Linked DNA regions of Mus musculus: all the other regions are linked to region 1. Evidence: chromatin contacts called from public HiChIP or PLAC-seq and promoter capture Hi-C data. All regions are on one chromosome and are shown on one strand. The core of a region is the stretch at or near the end of the contact, and the rest is flanking DNA. Distances in the headings are between cores, read along the strand shown. Region 1 holds the start of Slc25a20 (solute carrier family 25 (mitochondrial carnitine/acylcarnitine translocase), member 20). Region 2 holds the start of Ccdc51 (coiled-coil domain containing 51). Region 3 holds the start of Usp4 (ubiquitin specific peptidase 4 (proto-oncogene)).

Region 1 (4,360 bases), core at 1,099-3,598:
GTCAGCTTTGGTGAGTGGAAGCCCGTGTTGCTGAGCCCAAGCATAACCTCCATCTCTTGACACAAATAATTTCTTTCTTTCTTTCTTTCTTTCTTCCTTCCTTCCTTCCTTCCTTCCTTTCTTTCTTTCTTTCTTTCTTTCTTTCTTTCTTAAGATTTATTTATTTTATGTATATGAATACCAGAAGAGGGCATCAATTCCAGTACAGATGTTTGTGAGCCACCATGTGGTTGCTGGGAATTGAACTCAGGACCTCTGGAAGAGCAGTCAGTGCTCTTAACCGCTGAGCCATCTCTCCAGCTCCCAATCAGCCAGCTTTTCAATGCCTGCTCCAACACTACTGTCTGTAAAATGTTTTCCCCGCCCCAGTTCTAAAGTGTGGCAATTCTTACTGACCAGGACATAGGGGCCAAGGCTTAGTTTCTTTGAAACCTTGAAAGAACCTTCAAGTACCTGGGAGGCAGGAGGGCAGAAATTCAAGGTTAATTGCTTCATTTTGAGTTTTTGGCCAGCATTGGATACATGAGACTGTGTCTTCAAAGGGGAAAAAAAACACAAATAAAAACAAATACAAAAACAAACACCAAATCACAAAAGCATCAGCTTTTAGTTGGTAACCACCCAGCTTTCCGAGGTCAAAAGGACAGTGGTCAGCCATGGGTTTGGTTTATACTGCAAAGGAAAATCCTCTCTGTCAAGACTCCAGTGAGCACTTTCAGTCGTTTATAATCCTGTACAGAGGTCACTAGGCCCTTGCTGGGTGTAACATCAAGAGCAAGAGGAGACGAGAGAGGAGTACACTTATATAAGGAGTCAGGATATTGCTTTTTAAAAGTCTCAGGTGTGCAGGACAAGATTTCTGCCTCTGTAGAATAAGATTAGAAATAAAGGCCAAACAAACTCCCCCTTGCTAGACAGAGCTACTTGAACCTGCCACTGTCTTAGGAGCACTAAGAATAAGAAGCACAGCCTTTGCTACTGATAGGATCTGATTTCTCACAGATGAACACTACAGAGTCTCCTCGGGATGAGCTGTCTGTGGTGAGCCTCACTTTGAACAGAGGCCGTGAGATAGCCTGCTGTCAAGCCTGCCAAGGAAGAGCCCTTGGATACTGTTCTCTTTCAGAGGAAACTGGATCTGACATCCTATCAAGCCCCCAACCGAGGTTACCACCTTTATGAGATTCACATCTTCTCTGGCTTCCAGCCCCCAGCAACACGCCATCCACACACACAAAAGACTCATGTCTTCTTCTCACAGGCTCATCCTGGCTATGACCTGTCATTTCCTTTCAGGTCTATGTCCATAAAAAAAGAAGAAGAAGAAGAAGAAGAAAAAAGAAACCTATAAGCTACGAGCTTATATGAGCTCATCTATGAGCTAAGTCATCGAATATAGATTTTAGTCTCCACAAGACCTGGCTGAGAGTACAGCAAGAGGAAGAATAAAAGGCTGAGGAGAGAAAGGTCCCCTCGATTTCCACACCTGAGCCTGGCTGGTCATTGCTTGCTATGGGGGTGACTATGCAGCTTACCCTGCAGTGAATGACTGGCTGTAAATGGCCAGGTGCCTCTTCAGGCAAAGAAAAGTGCACAAGAGATAGGCTATGGGACACACCGGCTTTACGAGACTGTGTCAAAGGACATCTCTGCCACCTTTGTCCTTAATTTGTGGGGGAGGTCAAGTCTACAGATAACCTGTTCCAATCTTTATAACAATATCAGGGTTAACCGGGCACAGACAGCAGCTTTTTCTTTCTCATCTCCAAAGAAGTGCGCAGGGCTCAAAAAAAGACTGCCATCCGAAGACCTTGAAATAGGAGCTGTAGGGCTCTTAGGGCGCGAGGTACAGCCTCTGTCTATTTCGTATTGATTCTCGAGAGGAAAAAAAAATTGTTTTGAGGTGCCAGGGAGTTGAATGCAGAGCCTCTGGCCGGGTTAGGTAAAGCAGCGCTTCCTAGTAAACTACATACCAACCCTCTGTAAACTTCCCACGGAAGGAAGCATCCATCAGCCCGGCTCCACTTCTGTTCAGAAAGGCAGCACCTCGCGGCGGTCCCTACTTTCCACGTAACCCCCCCCCCCCCCCCCACACACACACACACCGCCCCGGGGCATTCCTCCACAAGCCCCCGTCCACACTCCGCGCACCTTGACCGTGTCCAGGGGGTGCCCCACAAACACCAGGCACATGCCGCCGAAGCCGCCAGCCAGGAGGTTCTTAAACGGACTGATGGGTTTCGGCTCGTCTGCCATGCTCAGTCTTCTGTCTGTCTGTCTGTCAGCTCCGGGCAGTCTTGGTCTTGCTCCGCTGCCCGAGCGGCTCCGCCGACCTTTCACCTACATTCAGGTGGGCGGGGCCGTGGGCAGGTCGGAAAGAGGGCCCAGTCGTACTAGCCTGGCTTCCGCCCTGAAGTCTACTTCCGGCTGCCCTCCTCCTTAGTGGGCGGGGCTCTTTCCCTAATGATGTATGGGAGGGGCTTGGGAATGATTGTCAGGGACTTACTCCTCCAGGAAGTCTTCTTGGACTTGAGTTTTTTTCTTTCTCTGGTCCTCTGTGGTCCTATGCATCTGTGCACTCCCCAGAGGTCGCATACACCCTTTTGCGTGACAGCCACTTTTTTTTTTTTAGGTGCTGAAGAGTGGAGGTACCCCATAGAGGTCCCTGTCTTTGATAAGCCTTGACTAAGTTAAAAATGGCATATGTCCTATGGTAAAAATGGCTCTATAGGAAAATAAATCCGGGAAGAAGTAAAGTGTGGGAGACAAATAATTTGTAACTAATTTGTTAAACAAGAGAAGCTCTCATTAGGAAGGCAAAGGATTAAGATCTAGGGCATGGAAATGAGTCCTGTCTAAAGATACCCGGTAAAGGATGAAGGACCTTTCTGGCAGAAGATAAAGAAAATTTGAAAACTCTGAGATGTCTGTGTTGTCAAATCTGAGAAACCACAGGCCACAGGGGTGGGAATGGGGTGCGGTGGGATGGTGGAGCAGCCAGTGAGGACAGGAGAAACGGAGACTACTCATCAGGAGGAACTGTGAGGACATCAGTCTCTTCTATGACAGGTTTTAGATGGAGACTAACAATCTCAGATCGGATTTTAAAACAAACAGACAAAAATCAGGATCGCTGTAACTGCTGGTGAAAACAGCCAGAGGAAATCCAGGGGGCTGGAGAAAGTTAAAGGTCATGAGTAGAAATGTTGGCTTGGACCAGCACATAGCAGAGTTGTTAACGAGGTGCGATCCAATGGTGAATATTTTCTAAAGGAAAACCCGAAGGACCTGTTAGTGAACGGAAATTCATTCTGCTCACTACTCATGCAGAAGCTGCAGAAGCTGGCTCAGCAGCTCAGAGAACTGGCTGCTCTTACAGAGTACCTGGGTTCTGTTCCCTGCACCCTCGTAGCAGCCCAGAACTGTCTGAAACTATACTTCCATGAGACCTAATGCCCTCTTTGGGCCTCTTTGGGCACCAAGCACACATACATTCATGGAGGCAAAGACTCAAGGACACAAAATAAAAATGAGTAAATATATATTTTTTTTTTAGAAAAAGTTTTGTGAGAGAGGCTTACGGGACAATGCTAATGTTTTTGGCCTTAGCAACTAGAGAGAAGACATCATCTTTAACTGAGATTGGGGAAGAGATGGGGTCAAGCAGATTAGAGGATGGTAAAGGACATTTTAGACATAATTAGTTTGAGATTTCTATTAATAGATCTATCTCCTGATCCAGGATTCTGTAAAGAGGCTCGGGCTAGTGGTTAAATTCAGTATTAACGAGTGAAATTAGATCACCAAGAGAGTGGGAACCCTCACAACCCCTGAAACCCTTCCCCTTCTAGTGTTTAGAGATCAAATAGATGAGGAAGGGCCTACAAAATAAGCAAAGAAGTAGGAGACCAAAGAATCTGCAATCACTATGAGCAAGGGCTTCAAAGGGGATGGGAGAGTCAGGAACACTAGAATCAGGAAGTGATGGCGGTTGATTGGTCCCAAAGACCTATGGGAAAATGGAGGACAAGGAAGTTGAAACAATACACAAAAAAACTGTCATATAGCCGGGCGTGGTGGTGCACGCCTTTAATCCCAGCACTCGGGAGGCAAAGGCAGGCGGATTTCTGAGTTCGAGGCCAGCCTGGTCTACAGAGTGAGTTTCAGGACAGCCAGGGCTATACAGAGAAACCCTGTCTTGAAAAACCAAAAAAAAAAGAAAAAGAAAAACCATGTCATATATATGTATATATATATATATATATATATATATATAAAATTTAATTTTATGTTTTATGTGCATTGCTGAGAGGGTTTCAGATGGCCTGGAACTGGAGTTACAGACAGTTGAAGTGTCCTT
Region 2 (4,360 bases), core at 1,169-3,668, 420 kb before region 1:
GCTACATAGTGAGATCCTGTCTCAAAAATCAATCAATCAATCAACAAACAAAATAGAAAATATTTTTAAATAATTTACTTTATAACTGGGTATGGTAGCATATGCCTTTAACCCAAGTACTCAGAAGGCAGAAGCAGGCAGATCTCTGTGAGTTCTAGGCTAACCAGGCCTACACAGTAAGCCAGTCTTTAAAAAAAAAAAAAAACTCTCCAAGCAGTGGTGGTGCACGCCTTTAATCCCAGCACTTGGGAGGCAGGGGCAGATGTATTTCTGAGTTCGAGGCCAGCCTAGTCTACAGAGTGAGTTCCTAGACAGCCAAGGCTACACAGAGAAACCCTGTCTCCAAAAACCAAAACCAAACAAACAAACTCAAAAACCTGGTTTTGGGGCCTGGAGAGATGACCTAGTGGTTAAGGGCATTTGCTGCTTTCAGAGGTCCAGGGTTTTGTTCCCAGGACATACATCACAACCACCAGCTCTAGGGGATCCAACTCCCTCTGCTGCTTCACAGCTTCATGCATATGGTACATGGATGGACAAGCAGACACACAGATACATGCGTAAAAATTAAAAATATATTAACAAAACAAACAAGAAACCCCACAGGGCTAGGCTAAGTGGTACAGTATCGGGGAGCCCTGGGCTTGATCCCAGCATTGGGAGGAAAGTGAAAAGACTCCGCCTGCTCCATAAGGTGCTCAGACCTGCAATCCCTACACTTGGGAGGCTGGGCAGGAAGACGTCTACAGCGTGAGTCTCTATTTCAAACCCAGAAAGAGTGGGAGGAAATGCTTCCATAGTTGGTTGTAGTAATATTTGTATAATCTTTGATGTATTAGAATCACTGAATTATATAAATTAAATAGCTAAGCTATATAGTAAGCTTTATATCAGTAAACCTGTTATTAAAAAAAATAATAACTGGGCTGGAGAGATGGTTCAGAGGCTAAGAGGGCATATAAATTAGTTTGACTCCTAGCACTTAGCCACACTAGGCAAGTCACAACTACCTGTAACTCCTGCTCTGGGGTACCCGATGGCTCTGGCCTCTGGGGTCTTTCTTTCACTCTCTCATATACACATACATTCACACACTCATAACTAGATTTTTCCCTCAAAAACTGGGCATATAGTTCAATTATACAGCACTTACCTAACATGAGTGAGGCCCTAGGTTCAAGCCTTTATTGCACACATTCATTCAAGCAAGCAAACACACACACACACACACACACACACACACACACACCCCTCCGTCACTTCTTCAGCTGAAGCATCTCTTCAGGATTTTATATTATCTAACTGTATCACTGCTTGAAACGTAATAGTAATCCATCTTTCCTGCTACTGTGGTTAATGGGAACTCAGGTACAAATGCTAGGCTGACAAACTCACATCACCCTAATTAATCCCTCTTGTTTTCTCTCCTAACTCAAATCCAATCTATTAGCAAAATCCTGCTGACTTTCTAAGCCTAGGAGTCTCCCCAACCCCCATCTCTGTCAGGTATACAAAGTGGTCTCGCTGGCTAGCATGCCATGGCTGGACTACCCCTCACTCATCTCCATTCCATCTCAACAGCCTTCAACAGTCCCGCAGTTTCTTCAGGGCAAAAGTCAACGCCTTCTCCACAGCTTCAGGGGATCTGACTCTCATTGTCTCTCCATTTTCGACTGCTTTCTCACTCCTTCCAATCATATGAAGGACTGGAACACACAAGGCCGTCTTCCACTCAGGGCCTTGGCACTGCCTAGCTCTTCCCTGTTCACAGTTGTCTCCCTGGCCTTCCTAAAGTCCTGCTCAGAGAGCCCCTGGAGAAGTCTTTTTTAACTACCCTAGCAAAAATGACATCCCACCAAGGGAGCATTCCTTAACCACTTTCTCTGCTTTTTTTTTTTTTCCTCCCCACACAGGTCACATAAGGTGTGATGCGTATTTTACTTATTTGCTCTGCGGTAGGTTTGTCTTGCTACAATGTCAGCGTTCCTCAAGCCTCAGTCCAGAATACAATGTATCTATACAAAGTACATACTCAAAAAAACGAACTAGAAGAAAGAATTTGCAAACACTTGCACTCATTGTTTCAATAAGTCCGAACTTTTTCCCGCGGCTTCTGAAGCTGAGGACTGGGTGATAATTGGCCACTACCCACTTCTGCCATCTCCTATCCCATCTCGTGCCCGCCACTTGAGCTTTCCTCGGTTCCGGAAAGGCACTTGCATGTACCCTCCCCTCCACCTGCAATGCTTTCTTTCTGTGCCGGATTACAAGCTTTATAGGCAGACACCATCCCCCACTCCCACGGTTTCGGATAAACCCAGGCAGAAGGAGCCTTCCGCCCCGTACCTGAATTGCCTAAGCCTATTAGGCTCCAGCAGAAAGCCCCGCGTCTGCCACTCAATTGACCCCTGACCGGTCAGCACCCGCCCCTGAAGGCATCCTTTAAAATACGTGAGGGTGACTTCCTGCCTAGCAGCCAATCAGGGGCCACGCATAGGTGCGGCATAAGCGAAGGCTGTAAGTCCTGTTTCCGGCATACGATCAGGGGCTGGTGAAGGGGCTGGAGGCGCCATGTCGGGCCGGGAAGGTAAGGCTATTTGGAGATCGGGGGTGGGACGGATGGATGGGGAACCATGGGAGGGCGATCGATGGCGGGGATGGGCCGAGCATGCTCGTGTCGCCCACAGGTGGCAAAAAGAAGCCCCTGAAACAGCCCAAGAAGCAGGCCAAGGAGATGGACGAGGTGAGGACGGGAGCGGAGGCCGGGCGGGCGCTGAGGGTATGGGCGACTGGACTGGAGTGAACCTGCTTTGCCTCTCTGCAGGAAGATAAGGCTTTCAAGCAGAAACAAAAGGAGGAACAGAAGAAACTCGAAGAGCTAAAAGCCAAGGCCGCCGGGAAGGGCCCCCTGGGTAAGTGAAGATCGAGCTATTGTAGGTATACTAGGGCAGGACAGGTCTGTTCCGGGGGTCGTTGGTGAACTACTGGGTCTGGTGTACACTCTGGCCAAGCCCCCTGCCTTGGGTTTGTGCAGTTCGAAGAGGGCGGGAGTGGAAACGTTGCCTCTCAAGACAGTCATGGGCTTCCAGTTCATGGAGAAGCTACAGAAGTGGAAACACCAACATGTACGCCGCACAGACACATATAGCTAAGTTTCTGAGTATCCTCCTGTTTCTGGTTACAAACTAGCAATTCACTTTATAGGTTGTTAACCTTAGAACATAGGACTTTTTTTACTTGCTGGTCGTGTTATCAGTAATGATACTGAGTCGTGCTATCTAGACTAGAGGATAAAAGTCCAGGCTCCTTAGCATGTATTTCGCTCTGGGTACTATTTTGTTTTGTGGCTATGCTGGGGAGCACACTCATTTGTGCAAAGCAAACCCTCCCTCTTGAGCTGTAGCCTACGCTCCATGCTCTCTCTGTGCCTTGCCCACGATTTTTTCTCTTGAGAGTGAATCACAGGTCCAGGAGTCCTAATATCTCATTAAGAAAAGTTTTAATTTTTGTATTTAAGCATATAGGTGTTTTTTATGCATGCATATCTGTGTACCATGTGTGTGCAGTGCCCTGGAAGACCAGACAAAGGTCTCCTGGGACTGTAGTTACAGACAGTTGTGAACTGGGAATTGAACCCAGATCCCCTGGAAGAGCAGCCAGTACTCTTAAATGCTGAGCCATCTCTCTAACCTTTGTTGTTGTTTTTTAAATTGATAGACAAGTTCTCTACCATTTGGGCAGTGGTGGCTCACATCTTTAATCCCAGCACTTGGGAGGCAGAGGCAGGGGGATTTCTGAGTTCGAGGACAGCCAGGGCTACACAGAGAAACCCTGCCAAAAAAAAGTTTCTGAGGCTGGCCTTGAATTTTAGATTCTCCTGCCTTCACCTAGATAGCCAAGATTAGAGTCTGTGCAACCAGCCTGACTTTGTGTGCATTGTAAAAGCACTATTTTGCATTTTCTAACTAGCAATTATTTCTGCCTGTTATCAGTGTCACATAGATACTGGAACTGTCACCCCAAGACCTATTGCATTGGGTTCGATCTGTTGTTTATCCACATAGCAATGTAATTGTAGCTGTTGTGATTGCTTTTTAAAATGAGGTCAGTTATCTGGCACCTTTAATCTGCGATTATGTATAAGGAGGTCAGACCTTGGTTAAATCCTGTACAGACAAAGTGTTTATAATCTGCAAATCCAAAGTGTCCCAGATCTGAGAGCTAACACCAGAAGCAAACTCCTGGTGTTGGATGATGCATTACAGTCAAGTGCAGAGGCCCTGGAAGTGTTGTGTTACATTCACTTCAAGCCATGTGCATGGGGGTGAGATGAAGCATGAGTAAGTGCTGGCTCCACAAT
Region 3 (4,360 bases), core at 1,124-3,623, 310 kb after region 1:
TGACCACGTCTGAAAAAAAATGAACAAGGGACTGGAAAGATAATTCAGAGGTTAAGAGAGTCTTGTGCTCTGCCAAAGGACTCAAGTTTGGTTCCTAGCACCCATGTATGGTATGCACAACTCTAGCTCCAGGAAATCCAACAGCCTCTTCTATTCTGCATAGGCATCTGCATGCATAGCGTGTGCCATACATTCTCATATTCCTCTCCCTCCCCCCCCTCTCTCTCTGCCTGTCTCTTTCTCTCTCACACACAAGACACTGCGATCACTTATCTGTAATCCCAGCACACAGGAGGCAGATGCAGAAGAGTCTGCAAGTCTGTGGCCAGCCTGGCTACATCTCAAGTTCCAAACCAGTAGGGGCCACAGGGAGACCTTGTCTCAGAAACAAACAACCAAAACCATAAACGATTATTGAAAGAATTTTAAAACTAATTAACTTTGGAGATGGCGGGGGGGGGGGGGGAGGTGCACCCTCAGTATGTAGCCCAGGATAGCCTTGAACTAGAGAGATCCACCTGTGTATGCCTCCCAGAGGCTGGGATTAAAGTTGTGTGACACTATGCCTAGTTAGGATTTAATTTATTTCAGTTTTTCGAAACATGGTTTCTCTGTCTGTCCTGTCTGTAGACTGAGCTGGCCTCAAACTCTGAGATCCACCTGCCTCTGCCTCCCAAGCGCTGGGACTAAAGATGTGTGCCACCGCTCCTGGGCTGAGTTTTTCTTTTTAATTATGCTTTGGTTATGTGCCTGAGTTTGAGCATGACTCCCAGTGCCCACGGAGGTCAGGGGAGTTGCTATCCCTGGAGCTGGAGCTTGAGTTACAGATGGCAGGGAGGCACCAAACCCGAGTGCTGGGCCTCAGACTCAGGCACTGCAAGAATAATCTAAGTTCTCAGATGCTGAGCAGTCTCACCAGCCCATGAGCAATCATTTCAAATGGACTCTTTCTACAAGTAAAACTATGTTACTAAGTTATTAATCACATTACCCACCACCATTTTTTTTTTTTTTTTGAGACAAGGCTTTTACTATGTCACTGAGGTTGGCCCTGAAATTTGGCAGCAATACTCCTCCAGGACTAAGACTACAGGCATGAGCATCCAGACCAACCTGAATATTCTTTCTGTGTCATCCCTTTGCAGAATTTCTAAAGTACCTCTCTCTATTTGTCTGGCCTTTCACTGGCTCAATTTAAACACCATAAACTACACCTAGACCACACCCCAAACACATAAGTTCTGTTCTCTTTTTCAGTCCTCATATTGGTCATAATCAATGAGAAACCTACCCTATTATTTGACTCCTACACAGCAGCACCACCCAGGCATTTCTCCCCGACTGGGGAGTACAATCCCTTCTAGTTAACAATCTCTTAAGAGGCCTCATATTTGAATCTGCTCTAGTAAACCTGGAACTTTTTTTTTGGGGGGGGGGTGCTGCTCACTGTATGAGACCAGCCCTGAACCTACAGCAATCCTACAGCCTCTGCTCCTGCAAACCAATAAAGCATATGCCAGCGTGCCTGGCAAAGTCTTGTAACTTTCGATCTTCTATTTTGCTCCAGGAGTCAAGCTCCCCTCCCTTCCCCTCCCCTCCCACTCTTACATCTAACTACTGCTACAATTGTCCCGGACCATCTGACAACTGGCTTCTAGTTTTTGGCTTTGAATCCTGTCCCACGGTTTACAAGTTACAAAGTATCACAGTTTACAAGTTACAAAGTATCCACTTCGGATCCTCTCTCCACGCCAGGAGCGTCCTAAGCCACAAATTGCTACCGAGGTTTTAATTGTTAAGGATCGGAGGTGTGTAAGGGGTGGAAACTTCCCCCACCAAGGTCACCATCAAGCGCCCAAGTCTTCGGTGGTTAAGTGCTTTCCCCCACCTTCCCGCTCCCGCCGACCCCAGCGCGCCCCCTTTTCTATATTCTACACCCCCTGTCCCCGCCGGTCCAAGACTACTGTGAATCCGAATGGACCGGGACAAACCCCACGCCTGTCAGCGCTGTCCCCCAGCTGATCCCGGGGTTTCTTTCATCAGCGGCCGCTGTCAAGCCACTCTTTCAGACTCCAGGCACCGCCCCCGGCCCGCCTCCACCTAAAACTGAGGACAGAGGTCCGGCCTGAGGGCCAGCGAGCCGGCTAGACGCTCTGCGCCGCAGGAGGGCAGGGCGGACGCTCACCACTGCGCCCCACGTTGGAGCGTGGTCCCCATCAAGGCTCCGAGCTCCGTCTTCTGGGTCTCCACATCCGGTCGCTCACGGCTGCCCCGGCCTTCCGCCATCTCGTCCGCCGCCCCGGCCCAGCCGGCCCGGACATCCGCCTAGCGCACGGCGTGCTATGGGCCGCGCCCACGCACGCACGTAACCACGCACGTGCGCGCGCCCGGCACCGCCGTCGACTTTCGCCTCTTCTCCCCGCCCCCACGCGCTGTTAACCCCCCCCCGCCCCCTCCGGAGCCGAAGCGGACAGAAGCAGGCTGGACGCCCAGAGGCGGCGGCCACATCCACCCGTGTCTGAGCGGCTCCTGCGATCTGACTGCTGGCCCGCCCTCGACCCATCAGTCACTCGCTCCATCCTGGCCTGTGAGGTTAGCCTGATGCTAAATCCGTGCAGGAGGAGCCTGCCGCTTGCTTTTCTTGTTTCCACTCGGTTCCATGCGGCTTTCAGCAAGACTGCCTAAATGCGAGATTGAATTTACTGCCTCGGCAGCCCCTGTAGCCAAGTGCACACGGACGCATTGAGATCTGGACTGTCCGGTGTGGTCCAGCCATTAATAGTTGTTTCAAACAAGGGCCGGCGCGATGGCTACGTGGGTGACAACTGGGTTTGATCCCCAGAACCCGTGTAAAAGTGGAAAAAGAAAACTGACTCTTTAAAGTTGTCCTTTGTTCTCGACACAGACACTGTGGCACGCGTTCGCCAAACAGGCACACAATAGTGAAATTTGTTGTTTGTTTGGGACAGGTTTCTTCTAGCTGCTGTCCTGGAGCTGTTTATGTAATCTAGGCTAGTCTCGAATTTAGGCCCATTTGCCCTTTTCTCCAGAGTGCTGGGATTAAAAGCATACATCACCACACCTGCAAAAAACAAAAATAAAGTCATAAATAGACGCAAAAAACAAAGTTGTCTTAAACAACTTTGTATCCTGTCAGCCATCCAGGTCAAGGAGAGAGTAGCAACCACCGAAGCCGACAGAGGTCCAGGCATCTTAATTTTTTCCTGAAACAATGATTCCGTTTTCTTCCGGGCGGTGATGGCACAGGCTTTTAACCCAGCACTCAGGAGGCAGAGGTAGGCAGATCTCTGAATTCGAAGCCAGCCTGGTCTACAGAGAGAATTTTAGGACAACCAAGGCTACAAGAAACCCTGTCTTGAGGAGAAGAAGAAGAAGAAGAAGAAGAAGGAGAAGGAGGAGAAGGAGGAGGAGAAGGAGGAGAAGAAGGAGGAGGAGGAGAAGAAGGAAAAGGAGAAGGAGAAGGAGAAAAGGAGAAGGAGGAGGAGGAGGAGGAGGAGGAGGAGGAGGAGGAGGAGGAGGAGGAGAAGGAGAAGGAGAAGGAGAAGGAGAAGGAGAAGGAGAAGGAGAAGAAGAAGAAGAAGAAGAAGAAGAAGAAGAAGAAGAAGAAGAAGAAGAAAAAGAAAAGATTGCAAGTCTTGAAAATCTTGCTCTGGAACAGGTTTAAAAGCATGGTAGAAAGCCATCTGTGGAGATGCCCGGGCAACTGGTGAGCTTTTGCTTTTCAGGCAAATCCTGTTTTGTTTCGGTTTTTTTTTTTTCGAGACAGGGTTTCTCTGTGTAGCCCTGGCTGTCCTGGAACTCACTCTGTAGACCAGACTGACCTTGAACTCAGAAATCCGCCTGCCTCTGCCTCCTGCTGTGGTTAAAGGTGTGCACCACCACACCTGGCACAAATCCTGTTCTTAACAGTAAGGCAAGTAAAACAGTTTCTTGGCGGATAGGAAAGCATGTCCTTCAAAAAACTAATACAAAACAAACGAACCCCCAATTCCCTCACCTTCCCAGTAGATTAAAAAAAAAAGATACATTTTATTTTATGTGTATGTGTGTGCGCCCTGCATAAATGTATGTGCACCACCTGTATGCAGGCACCCTCAGGCCAGAGAGCATTGTAACCCCGAGAGCAATGGTTCTCAACCTTCCTTATGCTGGGAGTCTTTAATACAGTTCCTCATGTTGTAGTGACCCCCCTACCAAATTATTTTGTTGCTACTTCACAGGTGTAATTTTGCCGGGCAGTGGTGGCACAGGCCTTTGATCCCAGCACTTGGGAGGCAGAGGCAGGTATATTTCTTTTTTTTTTTTTTTTTTTTTTTTTTTTGGTTTTTCGAGACAGAGT

What was found. HiChIP or PLAC-seq counts read pairs in DNA pulled down with a chosen protein or histone mark. Capture Hi-C pulls out chosen DNA fragments and counts their contacts.
Region 2: a promoter capture Hi-C map of adipose tissue shows a contact between it and region 1. The contact joins the promoter of Ccdc51 here to the promoter of Slc25a20 in region 1. A contact is called at or near these places in 1 of 484 Hi-C or Micro-C datasets (embryonic stem cells) and 2 of 9 other capture datasets (adipose tissue and pancreatic islet).
Region 3: a contact with region 1 is called in an H3K27ac HiChIP or PLAC-seq map of microglia, with 4 times the contacts expected there. The contact joins the promoter of Usp4 here to the promoter of Slc25a20 in region 1. A contact is called at or near these places in 1 of 484 Hi-C or Micro-C datasets (embryonic stem cells), 1 of 115 datasets of contacts at active chromatin or transcription factors (microglia) and 1 of 9 other capture datasets (adipose tissue).

Annotation. Positions count from the first base shown.
Region 1 is chr9:108,660,124-108,664,483 of GRCm38.p6, reverse strand. Slc25a20 (solute carrier family 25 (mitochondrial carnitine/acylcarnitine translocase), member 20) reads right to left here and starts at 2,348. Exons shown (of 9, transcript NM_020520.5): 1 at 2,152-2,348. The coding sequence starts at 2,256.
Region 2 is chr9:109,080,554-109,084,913 of GRCm38.p6, reverse strand. Ccdc51 (coiled-coil domain containing 51) reads right to left here and starts at 2,418. Exons shown (of 4, transcript NM_025689.4): 1 at 2,347-2,418. Tma7 (translational machinery associated 7) reads left to right here and starts at 2,533. Exons shown (of 4, transcript NM_183250.2): 1 at 2,533-2,587; 2 at 2,688-2,743; 3 at 2,825-2,912. The coding sequence starts at 2,572.
Region 3 is chr9:108,345,844-108,350,203 of GRCm38.p6, reverse strand. Usp4 (ubiquitin specific peptidase 4 (proto-oncogene)) reads right to left here and starts at 2,373. Exons shown (of 22, transcript NM_011678.2): 1 at 2,186-2,373. The coding sequence starts at 2,286.